3 separate regions of the Sus scrofa genome follow, and regions 2 and 3 are each linked to region 1. A link is a contact called in public HiChIP or PLAC-seq data. All regions are on one chromosome and are shown on one strand. The core of a region is the stretch at or near the end of the contact, and the rest is flanking DNA. Distances in the headings are between cores, read along the strand shown.

Region 1 (4,471 bases), core at 1,082-3,581:
TCCAAGCCGCGTCTGCAACCTACACCACTGAGCAAGGGCAGGGATCGAACCCGCAACCTCATGGTTCCTAGTCGGATTCGTTAACCACTGCACCACGACGGGAACTCCTGGACAAAACTTTTATTCAAAAAGATAATGCAGGAGTTCCTGTTGTGGTTCAGCAGTAATGAACCCAACTAGTATCCATAAGGATGAGGGTTCGATCCCCACCCTCATGCAGGTGGGTTAAGGATCCAGCATTGCTGTGAGCTACAGTGTAGGTCACAGATACAGCTCAGATCTGGCATTTCTGTGGCTGTGGTGTAGGCTGGCAGCTGCAGGTCCAATTAGGCCCCTAGCCTGGGAACTTCCATATGCTGGGGGTATGCCCCCCCCCCAAAAAAAAGAAGAATGCACCCCTATGTTCATTGCAGCACTATTCACAATAGCCAAGACATGGAAACAACTTAAATGTCCATGGACAGATGAGTGCATTAAGAAGATGTGGTATATATACACAATGGAATACGACTCAGCCATTAAAAGAACAAAATAATGCTATTTGCAGCAACGTGGAGGGAACTGGAGATTCTCATACAAAGTAAAGTAAGTCAGAAAGAGAAAGACAAATACCACATGATATCACTCATATGTGGACTCCAAACTATGGCACAGATGAACCGATCTATGGAACAGAAACGGACTCACAGACATGGAGAAGAGAAGAGACTTGTGGCTGCCAAGGGATGGAGCGGAAGTGGGATGGACTGCGTGTTTGGGGTTAGCAGATGCAAACTATTACATTTCGGATGGATAAACAACAAGGTCCTACTGTACAGCACAGGGAACTACATCCAGTCTCCTGGGATAGACCATGGTGGAAAAGAATATTAAAAAAAGAACATAGGAGTTCCCATTGTGGCACAGCGGAAATGAATCTGACTAGGAACCATGAGGTCGCCGGTTTGATCTCTGGCCTCACTCAAGTGGGTTAAGGATCCGACATTGCCGTGAGCTGTGGTGTAGGTCGCAGACGCGGCTTGAATCCAGTGTTGCTGTGGCTGTGGTGTAGACCGGCAGCTACAGTTCCAATTAGACCCCTTGCCTGGGAGCTTCCATATGCTGTGGATGCGGCCCTAAAAAGACAAAAGACAGAAAAAGAAAAAAGTATATATATATATATATAACTGAGTCACTTTGCTGTACAGCAGAAATTGGCACAACATTGTAAATCAAATATACTTTAATAAAATCGGTTCACATGTTAAAACATGCATGTATTTTGAAAGTGAACACTGTACTATTATTCTCTATGCCCTTGTATGTGTGAACATTTTCATACTAAAAATATTAAAGGACTATGTCACCACCAGCTATATATAGAAAGCCAAGTGCCAAAGTCATTCTAAACTCCCAATGGAAACTCTTAAATCATCTCACACACACACACACACACACACACAACTCATGTGTTTTTAATTTTAAATTTACCTAGCTCCTATCTCTTGCCCAAGGCTCCCAGTCTGGGATCTATCTTTCCTTTGCTTTAAAAAAAAAAAAAAAAAAAAAATTGCTTAAGGATGTGTTAAAGAAATCCAGCAAAAGACATTCTCCCTAATGCTAACCAGGATTTACTGCAACGCAGAAAAATAAGCACATCGCTGCTTTTAAAAACTGTACCCATGCCCCCCTAACATTGACAAACAAGACCGGGGACCAAGGCTGAACTCAGACACCAAGGATTCGGGTTACTTCCTACCCCTGGGCGGATCCAGTAAGCAATATAGCAATATTCTGACTCAAGTCCTGTGATTCTTGAGTGATTGCTCTTACTAAGCCATACCATGCAAGTTAGTGGAAGCAATTAACTTTTTTTTTTTTTTTTTTTTTAACTGAGCTCGATGCCAGGCACTTAGCAGGCGCCCGACGGGTTGGGCCATCCTTGAAAGGAGGCTGACTTTCCTCCCACTCTACTCCTGGCTTTCCGGAAGCCCAGCACTACCCTCTTCTCTAACTTTCGGCCAAACCCACCCCTGCCTGCTCGCTCGGCGAGTTCCAGGACCCGCAGGTGCGCAGACCCGGGCTGGGCCGGGCACGGTCCGAGTCCTGAGTGCCCTAATGTGAGCCGATGCCCCAGGGCAGCCTCTCCAGACGGAGAGGCAAAGCGAGGCGGGGCGGCGCTTCCCGGCAGGAAGGCGCTGGGGGGCGCGGCCTTGGAAGGATGCCCGGGGCGGGCGGGCGGGCTGCGCCGCCGCCGGGGGAACCGAACCGACGGACGCAGGTGACGACAACCGCTCTCCCAGGGCGCTGGGGCCGCGCTCACCTTATATGGGCAGGCGCGGCGCGGGCGGGGCGGGGCGTCCCACCCGGCCGACCCCGCCCCGAAGCCCGACGGAACCTCTGCCAGAACACTTTCCGCAAGGGCGCGCCCCTGCAGTGGTGCCCCCAAGTGCCCCGGGGCTCCCCCGGCCCCGGTCTCCGGGCTGAGACCCGCGCCAGCCCCGTCTTACCTGGGCTGAACTTGATTGACTCCCGTTGCGATTGTGGGCAGGTTTCTTCCCCTTAAAGGTCACAGATCCTCACTGGAGCACCTGGGGGCAACGAGGGAACCTTTAGTGAGCTCACCTTGGAGCAGCACTCACTCACCGAGCGGCACGGCTACCCCGAGTGGGCACTTTTTCTTAACTGGCACTGGGGAAGTCTCTGTAACCCCAGGCTCAGCCCTGGGCCTGGCTAAACATCAGCCATGGATCCACTGGAAGAGTTCAGTTGACTGAACCCTTCTTGGTGGGACAAGACTAAACCTAAGAGAAAGCGTCCAGCGTGAGTCAGGGCGCTGGTCACCTGGCCTGCTGTTTTCTCCCTCCAAATTCTTCTTACAACCTCGACCCTTTTCAGTTGCTCTGTCCTTTGCTCTTCTGTGACCTCCAGTCCACTCATTAAAGCCCTTCACAGCCTCTCAGGCGCCCACAGGCTTTGCTGACTGTGTATTGACTTTTATTTTGAGGGAGGTGAACCTGGGCATTTGGAAGTTCCCGGGCTAGAGATTGAATCCTTAACCCACTGAGCAGGGCCCAGGATCAAACCTGCATCCTCATGGATACTAGTTGGGTTTTTAACCTGCTGAGCCACAACTGGAACGCCGGTATACTGATTATTTTAAGCTGGCTATTTTTTTTTTTTTTTTTTTTTTTTTTTTAGAAGAGCAGATGTGAGAGAAACTATGAAAACTGAGCATAAGTTACCTTTTTGTAAGAAACATTTACATTTATAAGGGAAATTTCTATTTGTAAGTGTGCCTCCCTCTCTGTGGGAGGGAGAGTAGGATGGCTCTAAATTTTAGAAACTCTTCTCCAGGAGAAGATAAGGGTTTAAATCTGCATAAGAACCTCGCTCTCTTTTACTGTGCTTTGCCTGGGAACCTCCCATAACTGACTTCCCACCCCCAGCATCTTTTGTGTTTAAGGTGATGGCTTTGGCCATTCGGATAGCTACTCTGTTTCCTGGGTCTCTCCCATGCACACAGAAGCTATATACGTGTTAGTAAACCTGGGTTTGTCTTTCTCCTATTAATCTATCTTATATCAATATACCAGCCAAAGAACCTAGAAGGAAAGAAGTGGAAAACTATCCGCCTCTCCAGTGTTGACCCTCTCAGCTCAGTACACGGACCACTGACCCTGCTGTTCCCTGGAGGCATCATGCTGTTCCATGCTTCCCTCCTAGAAAGTCCTTCCCTTGCACACACTCAGATATACATTCATCCTTCAAGAAGGTACCTTTTAGTGTCCTTCCCCTAACATCTACTGATTAATCTTTCTGAGCCTTGATTTCTTCATCTGCAAACTGAGAATAAAAAAATGCCCACCTCACTGTGTTATTTTTGAGGGTCCAATGAGTTCATGTCTGTACAATGCTCACAGTGGCTGCTCATGAAAAGCTGTGTTGAACAAATTCATCCTACTGTGTTCTAAATACTCATGCGTGCACCCTGGGTTCTGTGAGGGCTGGGCTTTTCCTTCTCCGCCTGTGCACATCCAGTGCCTGGCGCCTAGGAGGTGCTGGCTTTTCATTGGTGGTGAATGAGTGACTTTCTGGCAGTGATGGGAAGGCGAGGAGAAGCTCTCACACCAGGATGCTGGTGGTCACCACTCACGATGAGAAAATAAATCTCACATCTGCTAGGATGTAGCACCTTCTAGCTTTCTCTTTTTGTTTCACGGCTGCATCTACAGCATATGGAACTTCCCAGGCCAGGGATTAAATCTGAGCTGCAGCTTCGACCTATGCCACAGCTGCAGCAACGCCGGCTCCTTTAACCCAGCAATCAAACCCAAGCCTCCACAGCGAGCTGAGCCAACACAATAGGATTTTTAACCCACTGCACCACAGCAGGAACTCCCCTTATTTTTTTTAAGCACGGCATACGGACGTTCTCAAGGTAGGGATCTAATTGGAGCCGTAGCCACCGGCCTATACCAGAGCCACAGCA
Region 2 (4,611 bases), core at 1,787-4,286, 77 kb before region 1:
TTTTATGCTCAGCAAATTAGGGCGTTTGTTTAATTAAGACTACACACAGATTTTGTTATTCTAAATATTTTTGGAACATGATGCTTGGGAGGAAGCTGTCAAGGCACAGACTTCTTTTTTTTCCCCTTTGCTTTGGGTGTCTTTCTCCCCCCTCCAAGAGAAGGGTAGAGCTAGGCTCTGAGAACAACAGCCAACCCCTCCTCTCTTTTGAAATGAAGATGTCAAGCTGGTGAGGGCTGTCCCAAGTTCTTTAAGGAAGGATTAGCTGGAAGAGGAAGTGAGGAGAGCGCAGCTAGCTAGCCTGGTTTCTAGCAATACCCTCCACCAGGCGACACAACAATGCAGCAATTTTGAGTGTGCTTTTCTCCTTTTAAAAAGCTAACACATCCTTGTTTTGTTTTTTTCTTTCTGGAGCAAGAACAGGCAGAAGGCAGGCTGTGATTAACATGCGCCCTTCATCCTGCAAGAGGGAAGTTGTCCCATCTCCAAGCCCTGAGGTTAAAAAGTTTAAAATAAAACCCAGAAAGCCCTGGCCCCCTCTTTCCTCTCTCTACCCTCACGTGCCCTTCAGACCAGCAGCCCCAAGGACGGTACCTCTCAGGCTGCCCTTCCCCAGACAGCCTTGCCAATCCCAGCACCTGGATCTTGCCCACGGGCACTGCCAAGACTTGCAGAATGTGAAGAGTAGAGCTTTTTGGAGTCACCCTGCAGCCATCTGGGGGACACGATGGCTCTCAAATTACACCGAGCCATCTCTTGGCAGTTTTAATGACCCCTCAATTATCCACTATTGGAGTCCTCACTTTGCAACACGGAAGGCTTGCCTCAGTTTGCCAAACCTGCAATGTCCTCCTTCCTCGAGGCAGCCTCCCTCCGCATCCCAGACTGAAGTGGCCCCGCTCAGAATTCCTCGAGCCCTTTGTCTGCCGCGTGCTTGGGACACCGATCACAGGCTGCCTTTGTATTTCAGTCCCTCAGCCACTCTTTCCCCTGACTGTAAACTACCCGATGGCCAGTGGCCATCGATGGCCAATGGCCGATGGCCGATGGCCGAGGCCTCTGGGTTCTGCGAAGGATGGCCTGGCTCCCCTCTCCCAAGCCCATGACTCACCGTACCCTTCTGGGGTCTCTGTCATCTCTGCCTCACCTTAGTCATCTACGGATTTGTCTCGGCTCTCTCCTAGATGCCCAAGGGCAGGGGCCAGGTCTTACTCAACCTCACAGCCCCCACCACCTGGCAAAGTCCCTGGCACAGAGAAGCCCGTTAAATATTTGCTCAATTACACATCTGTGTGCCCTTCCCCCACCCCAGGAGCCTCGTATATAAACCGACTAATATTAATCAAGCGATTGTCTAAATAGGCCTTAAAGCAGCCTCCCTCCTTCCCAAAAGGGAATAAACTACCCACTGGGGTTGTAGACAGCAGAGTCTGAAACGGCCACAGTGTTGCAGGAAGGCGCTATAGCTCTTCTCCTTCAAGTTACTCAACAGTTACTTTGCAATCCTGTTAAAGCCAGGAAAGGGTGCAGTGAACCAAGAAGTGACTGGGCCTCTCAATTACCCAGCGGAGAGAGCCGCCGGTCTCCAGGACCTGGGACTTCCCAGGAACCTTCTCCCCACACCGGCTGGGTGGGGCCACAGACAACAACCCCAGCGCTCACCCTGCCCCCAACTCAACACAGCCGGCAACGTGGTCCAGCGGGGTTCTCGGTCTCCGTTTGAGACGCCGGGGCTCTGGGAGAGCTGGGAGGGGGGGGTGCAGTCCTGCCCTGGGCGCGGCCCCAGGACAGCAAGGGGTGAGCACCCAGCCCAGGGAAATTGACGGGGTGGGGGTGGGGGATAAGTAGAAAGCCCTGGATCTGGCCCAAACAGGGACGATGCAACAGCCCAGGCCAGGTCGTGAAGGAGCTGGGAGCAGCTCTCCCCGCCCCCGCCCCGGTGGGTCGGCCCGCAGGTGCGGTGGAATCAGGTGCGCGCCGGGACCTCGGAGATGGCTGCGGGCCTTCCCGGGCCTGTCTCTCCCGGGGATAAGTCAAAGGATGAGGGTCAGCGGGGGAAAGGCAAGTCTTTCCTTCCTCGAGCCCGGATCCCCGCCAGGTCCCTCTTCCCGGTGCACCCACCCGCACCTCGCCCGGTCCCCCTCCTCCCCCTGCCGATCACAGACGGGCAAATAAGGAAGTCGGTAGCGGAGGGCGGAAACTGAGCGGAGCTCAATGTCTGCTGCAGGATTGTCCGATTCTGAGTCAGTAGGACGCCCTGACAGCTGCCAAACGGTCCCTGTCTGTCCGTTACCTCGGTTTCGAAAACGCCTGGAAACTTCCAAAGAAGCCCGGGCTCCAAGACCCCCCTCCCTACTCTCACCCACGCGGCTGGGTCCGAGGCACAGAGGCTCCCGGAAGGGGTTAAAAAGTTTGCCTAACTTGGGCACTGGGCGAGGCGAGGGCGGGGCCCGTGCCCCGGCAGCTGGGGTAGGTCGAGGCTGCCGGGTGCCCGGCAGGCGGAGTGCGCCGACGGGAGAGTGGAGAGGATTGGGGGTTTCCGGGGAGCGCCCGGCCCCGAAGACTTCCTCTGCTCCCGAGGCCTCGCTTCCAGGGGCGCCGTCCCCTAGCGCCCGCGCAAGGGTCCCGGACCCTCTCCGCGAAGGATGCAGTGCCCCGGCCGGGCCCCGCAGCGTTCGTGCCCGCCCAAGTCGGTCACTGGCCGCGAGGCGGCCGAGAACCACAGGTCTGCCGGCTTGCTCCAGACGCCGCGCTTCCCGTCGCCCCCGCCCCCGCCCGCCTGCCCGGGCGGGACCCGCCGGTGGGGCTAGCTCACCTGAACCTGGATCTGCCCGAGGGAACTGAAGCTGCTTCTCCCGAGAGGGCTTTCTCTAGAGCTCAGGCGACAGTGGAGTGGGGCGAGCGCGCGAGGCGGGAGCTGCAGCAGGTCAGCCTCGCTCAGACTTCGGTGCCCTGCCCAGGAACCGCGGTGATCTGCGCGCCTCACCGCACCCTGCTCAGCTCCTCGCCTCCTTCCCGCCCCGCCCTCGCAGTGCCCGCCCATTCGGAGCCCAGCGCCGGCTGTGGGGCGGAGCCTGGAGGGACGTACACGCCCCCCAGGCTGTTGCACCCACTCCAGCCCGCTTGTGGTTAAGATGGACAGGCACCTGGACCTGTAAGAAGGAGGCGGGAGGAGCCTGTGGGGCCAGAGGGGTGGGATTCATCCTCCCCATCCGCCCCCACCTCCGCCTTCTGCACCTTCCCCCGCGCTTCCTAGGCGCGAGCCCCGCCCCCTAGGGCGGAACCAAAGAGCATCCAGGTTCCAGGAACCGGATTGACACAGTGAGAGTCCAATCAGGAGGAGGAGACTCTCAGCGGGCTCCAGGCCGGGATTTTGGTGCACTGCCCGAGCCAGGGCGAGGTGGGGCGGGAGGAGGCTGGGAAGGTCCGGGATTCTGACACCCCGCCCCGCGAGCTGATTTCCGTGACCCATGTCATCCTACCAGAACACATATGAAGTACCATATATGGGAAAAGTGCTGTTTTACAATTAAGATGGCCTGTGGGGGCGGACATGGACTCAGCCCTGGATCCGTTGTGGGAGCCCTGAGTTCGATCCCTGACCCTCTTTTTAGAGTGGGCCGGGAGTCTTTCAGCCTCCAGACCGTTGCTCAAACGGGTTCCCTCAGCCTGGAGTGCTGCTCTTTACCTCTATCTTCCTTTCAGATATTTTTGCAAAATGTTTTCTTAGGTTTTTTTCCTAGGTAGGCAAAGCACACTTTGTTTTTTTTTCGGTTTCTGCCTACAAGAGGATTAAATTTTTTAATTTTTAAAAGAATTGTTTACATTTTTAATCCATTTGGAATTCATTCTGATTTTGAAGTGGGAAAGAAATCTAACATAATTTTTGTGATAGCCAGCTGTCCACACACCATCACCACCTACCGAACTCATATATTCTTGGATCTATTTCTGAGGTGTATCCATTGATCTTTCTGTGTGTTCCTGTGCCAGTTCCACAATGCTTTAAGGATGGTAGCTTCATAATACATTATATATCTAAAGGGGCAAATTTCTCATTACTCTTTCTTTTTGGAATGTTCTTCCGATCATGACTAAACTATTCTTCCAAATGAACTTCAAAAGAAGTGCGATCTAAAGTCAAGAGAAAACTGGAAAACAGATTTTGCAACTCTGTGACAAAGAATTATTATCAATGATGTGTAAAGAACTCTTCTACGGCCATTAAAAAATAAATAAGTAAATAACTCCAAAATAAAAATGACCGAAAAGAAAAAGATGACTTAAAAAGAAGAAGTAAGGAGTTCCTGTCGTGGCTCAGTGGTTAACGGATCCGGCTAGGAACCATGAGGTTTCGGGTTCGGTCCCTGCCCTTGCTCAGTGGGTTAACGATCCTGCGTTGCTGTGAGCTGTGGTGTAGGTTGCAGACGCGGCTCGGATCCCGAGTTGCTGTGGCTCTGGCGTAGGCCGAGGGCTACAGCTCCGATTCGACCCCTAGCCTGGGAACTTCCATATGCTGTGGGAGCGGCCCAAAGAAATAGCAAAAAGACTAAATAAATAAATAAAAAGAAGTAAGAATCTATATGTATGTATGTATAACTGGGTCACCAT
Region 3 (4,122 bases), core at 705-3,204, 96 kb before region 1:
GCCCTCTCCGCCCGCAGGCCTGCTCCAGCACAGTCTGCCTGTCCCAGAACCACAGCCCTCTCTGCTTGTCCCCAAGGGCCCTAGAACTTCCTGAAGGCGAGGATGGGCCCTCTACTCCACACTCAGAGAGGGTCAGGAGCCTCCGCCCGTGCGTGTGGAAGTGAACTAGACTGTTGAGGACGCCTGGGTTCGCAGCTCGCATTGTGTCCTCGGGAAGCCGGCCGTCCAGGAGAGCAGCTGCTCCCTCCTAGGCCCTCCTGTCTGGTGTCAGGCACATCAGCAATGCAGCTCTCAGCAATGCAGCTCTCTTTTACAGGGAAGAGGCCAGGCAGGCAGCCGCTGGCTGGACCTATGGCTCAGTCGTCTGTCTGCGCTGGACCTTGACTTTGCTTTTAATTGGCTCAATATTTGTGCAGTGAGATCACACATGTGCCTCACCTACTTGGTAAGGAGCTTCTACTCAGCTGCCCAAGAGAAAGTGCAGGGAAGTCTTTTCAGAAATGGGGGTGGGGCCCCCCTCCCAAGCAGTCAGGTACAGATTATCACTCCCCCACCCCACCCCCCCATGCACTCCAGGTTTCACAAGGGTGACAGAACTGCTTGGCTTCCTTCCCGTCAGGAACTGCACACTGAACACATCACCGTGCCCTCCCGCAGAGAGCACCCCCCCCCGCCCCCACCCCCGCCCCAGCCTAGCAGAGCTTCACACACGAGAACCTTCGGATTCCTGCAGTGAAGTTATTCCTTCCCTTCGGTTCTGCTGATAGGACAGTTTTTCTTTCCCCAAGCATGTGAACACAGTTTGCTGAGACCCAACGCAGAAAAATAACCATACTGAGAAGATTTAATTATACAGCCGCTGTCTCTATGGGAAAGTGCAACAGGCTGGTTTCCTGAGTCCACAGCACGGTGGCCGAGAAACCAATCCGGGGTCAGAAATGAAAGACAATTATGAAGACCACTCAGCCCGGGACCCACCGGGCCTTTGGCAGCTGGTTATTCTGAGTAACGTTTAAATGATCCAAAAAACAAACAAAATCCCTGAGTATCGTAGCCACTACCACCAACAGCCATCTCGATCCCATTCCTGCTGGGCTGAGAGCTTAAGGCCATCATGGGCCCGCCTGCGTAGGGACTGAGCAATACATTATGACCTGAAAACATGGGGAAGGTTCCAGTCTCCCCAAAATTCCAAACTTCAAGGACCACGCCCAGCAGACTCTCTGCCACCCATTCTTCAAGGGCCTAAGGTTAAGCCCAGTAATCCTGCATCTTATTTTCCAAACCCAAGTGACAGACTCTCTTTAGCAGACAAGGCAGGAAAGGCCCAGAATGGGCTGAGCCTTCTCTGTGGCCACCCAGGATCATATATGATCACGGTTCTCAGTCTTCTCAGTCCCCCTTCCAGCTAAAGCTGATGTACACTAATGTCCGTTTTGTTTCTAAGAGACGCAGGACTGGCCAGAAGGTCAACGATCTTCCTGGATTGATCGAGCAGTCATTTAAGTCGACTCTGAAAGGGAGAGAGACCTGCCAAGTGGTGATAACTTATTCATGACCTTTTCGGAAGGCGTCTTAGAAAGAGGCAGACTTAGGAGGCAGCCAGACTGGCCTGGAAGCTGCAGACCCACCACTTTACTAAGAGAACAGGGACCCTGGGGCCTGGGCTTCTCCATCTGTAAAACGGGGATGCTGCCAGCTGCCCCCCAGGGCCGCGGTGAGGACAGAAGGGCGTGCAGCGGTGTAGCCCCCTGCAGATGGAGCTGACGGCACGTCCCTGCAATGTGGTCAGAGGACCACTCCACTCACGGAACTACAGTGGGGACCAAAGTGAGCTGCAGGAGCAGCGGGGCTTGATAGCACCCGGGGCCACCGGCTCCCCTCCCCCACACCCTTGCCTCCTCCCTCCAGGAGTCGGTGTCGCCCGCTAAGCTGGCTCATAATGAGTCAGTCACAAGCGCGGCCCTCACACAGCCCACTTCAGGGTTTGAAGTCACATCCTGCCCAGCCTCACTTGACGTGATTTATTCCGCCCCAGGAATGCAGCTCGTTTCCCAGAATTTTGTAAAGAACTTTAAAAGAGTTTGATCTTGCAAGGGACTCCATGTACAGGCTCGGCTGCGGTGGTGGCAGAGTCCCAGTTCAGCTCAGACCCGCAGGTGGGAAGCACTCAACTCAGAGCTGAAAGAGCCCCCCCGCCACGACCGCCCCACCAGAGCACTGCATCCTGGGGGACGCCAACATTTTTCTAAACATCTCAAGCCACGGTAGAAAAATTAATTTTAAAAATTGTATCACAGGAGTTCCCGTCGTGGCGCAGTGGTTAACGAATCCGACTAGGAACCATGAGGTTGTGGGTTCGGTCCCTGCCCTTGCTCAGTGGGTTAAGGATCCAGCGTTGCCGTGAGCTGTGGTGTAGGTTGCAGACGCGGCTCGGATCCCGCGTTGCTGTGGCTCTGGCGTAGGCTGGTGGCTACAGCTCTGATTCAACCCCTAGCCTGGGAACCTCCATATGCCGCGGGAGCAGCCCAAGAAATAGCAACAACAACAAAAAAGACAAAAGACAAAAAAAAAAAAAAAAAATTGTATCACAAATACAAACATGCCACACAAAAGCCTCACAAGATGATATGTACACACACTATGTACTCTGGTATTTGCCATCCTATTTAATTTCTAAAACTACTGGTTGCCACCAGTAATCTCACAACCCACCATCTCAACTGACGAGTCTGAAAAACACCCATCCAACTCAACCCTCACTGGGCAGATGAGGCTCAGACTGGTCCAAAGGGCACATGGTGCCCAAAGTCACACAGTGAAGTTCAAGTCCAAAGCCAAAGTGGGGTTCCAGAGGTAGGGATGGAGGCTGTCAAACCTCAAGCAGGTAAATTGGCAGTGGCAGTGGCCTGGTCACCTGACATGGGTTGGACGGATCATCTCCCACGGGCCCCCTCGTTTGACCCTGACAACTTCAACAAAGCCACGGCAGGCAGCCGGCGGCCCCACCCCCTTCCCTGCCCCCCACCAGAGACAGGGGCTCAGGGAGCTGCAGTGACCTGCCTGGATCTGGAAACATTCTTTAAGGACTCGGAGTCCAGGTGGAAGATCACAAGGACAGAAAGAAAGAAGAGCCCAGCTTCCTGAGTGTGCCGAGTAACAAGAGATCAAATCTACTGCAAACAAAACATCACCACTCAGAGCTCAAGGCCCAACCCCACAGGGAAGAGCGGCCCAGAAGTCATGTGACCTTAAAGGCTCAACACAGATCGGAAGGGAGAGGACAGCCACAGCCCTAGAAAGGTGTTCTCCACACATTTATACCCTTGGGGCAGTGTCGCCTGACCCCATAATGAACAGGCCCTCCTGCCTGATGATAGCCTGCTGACTGCGCATCTGTTCTCACGCACGCATGCTCTGTAAACAGGAAACCCAAAGTCCTCATCTCAGTGGGTTTTTAACACTTCCAGCCATCAAGGAGGCCTTTGAGAATTGGTTGAAGGCGGTGAGCCCTTTGGGTACCATCTTCGGGGGTCACAGAGACCCTCGGGTGCAGTCCACAGATTTCCAGGAGCCCCCTGGTTACCAGCTCAAGCGCCTCCTTCTCATTAAATGTCAAAAAAAAAAAAAAAAGGGGCCTCCTTCTCCACCAAAGCAATATGAACTGACCTGAGAGGATCTTCCTCCTTCTCTCTCCTCCAGAGGGTCAGGCAGGTTCACAAAAGAGGTGCGGTCAGGACAACCCAAAAGTGAGTCTGGGTGGGGAGTGGGGGGGAATCTGGGATTGTGGGCACAGGAGGCCCTCACCCCGGGCTGTTCTGATCACCCAGGGCGGCAGAAACAAAAATCCCAAACTGGACGGCAAACTGGCTCTCTTCCTTGCTTCCAGCCCTTAGGCCTGTTCTCAAACGAGTCAGCAGGCTGCCAGCCCTGGGCACACAGGCTGCACAGAGCACAGAGCCAGGCTCTCCAGAGAAGCCCTGCAGACAAGCCGCATCCCGGGGCCTTCAGCCTCCAGGGAAAACGGCCCACATGTGGGCGCTGCCTGGGGGAAGCTAAAACCCGCCTATGTCACACTTCATGGAAAAGCTAGGTTACAGTCGCTGGAGTAGGTTGCGGTGG

What was found. HiChIP or PLAC-seq counts read pairs in DNA pulled down with a chosen protein or histone mark.
Region 2: a contact with region 1 is called in an H3K27ac HiChIP or PLAC-seq map of alveolar macrophages. The contact joins the promoter of MYH9 here to the enhancer-like site in region 1. A contact is called at or near these places in 3 of 5 promoter capture datasets (fetal liver and liver), 21 of 47 Hi-C or Micro-C datasets (alveolar macrophages, blood, brain and 13 more) and 2 of 2 datasets of contacts at active chromatin or transcription factors (alveolar macrophages and skeletal muscle).
Region 3: an H3K27ac HiChIP or PLAC-seq map of alveolar macrophages shows a contact between it and region 1. The contact joins two enhancer-like sites. A contact is called at or near these places in 18 of 47 Hi-C or Micro-C datasets (adipocytes, blood, embryonic fibroblasts and 12 more) and 2 of 2 datasets of contacts at active chromatin or transcription factors (alveolar macrophages and skeletal muscle).

The regions. Positions count from the first base shown.
Region 1 is chr5:11,286,766-11,291,236 of Sscrofa11.1, reverse strand. It overlaps a transcript of TXN2 not described here. Among named protein-coding and RNA genes, the nearest start is that of TXN2, 25 kb to the right of the region's middle. Within about 2 kb of position 2,331, at least 62 of the 83 cell types and tissues checked have an H3K27ac peak or open chromatin away from gene starts, as enhancers often do. A contact at or near this core is called in alveolar macrophages, embryonic fibroblasts, epiblast stem cells and 7 more, where this site is marked.
Region 2 is chr5:11,364,028-11,368,638 of Sscrofa11.1, reverse strand. It overlaps MYH9 (myosin-9), which reads right to left and starts at 3,036. Exons shown (of 45, transcript XM_021091538.1): 1 at 2,816-3,036.
Region 3 is chr5:11,382,268-11,386,389 of Sscrofa11.1, reverse strand. All of the region lies in intron 1 of MYH9 (myosin-9), which reads right to left. Among named protein-coding and RNA genes, the nearest start is that of MYH9, 19 kb to the right of the region's middle. Within about 2 kb of position 1,954, at least 27 of the 83 cell types and tissues checked have an H3K27ac peak or open chromatin away from gene starts, as enhancers often do. A contact at or near this core is called in alveolar macrophages, where this site is marked.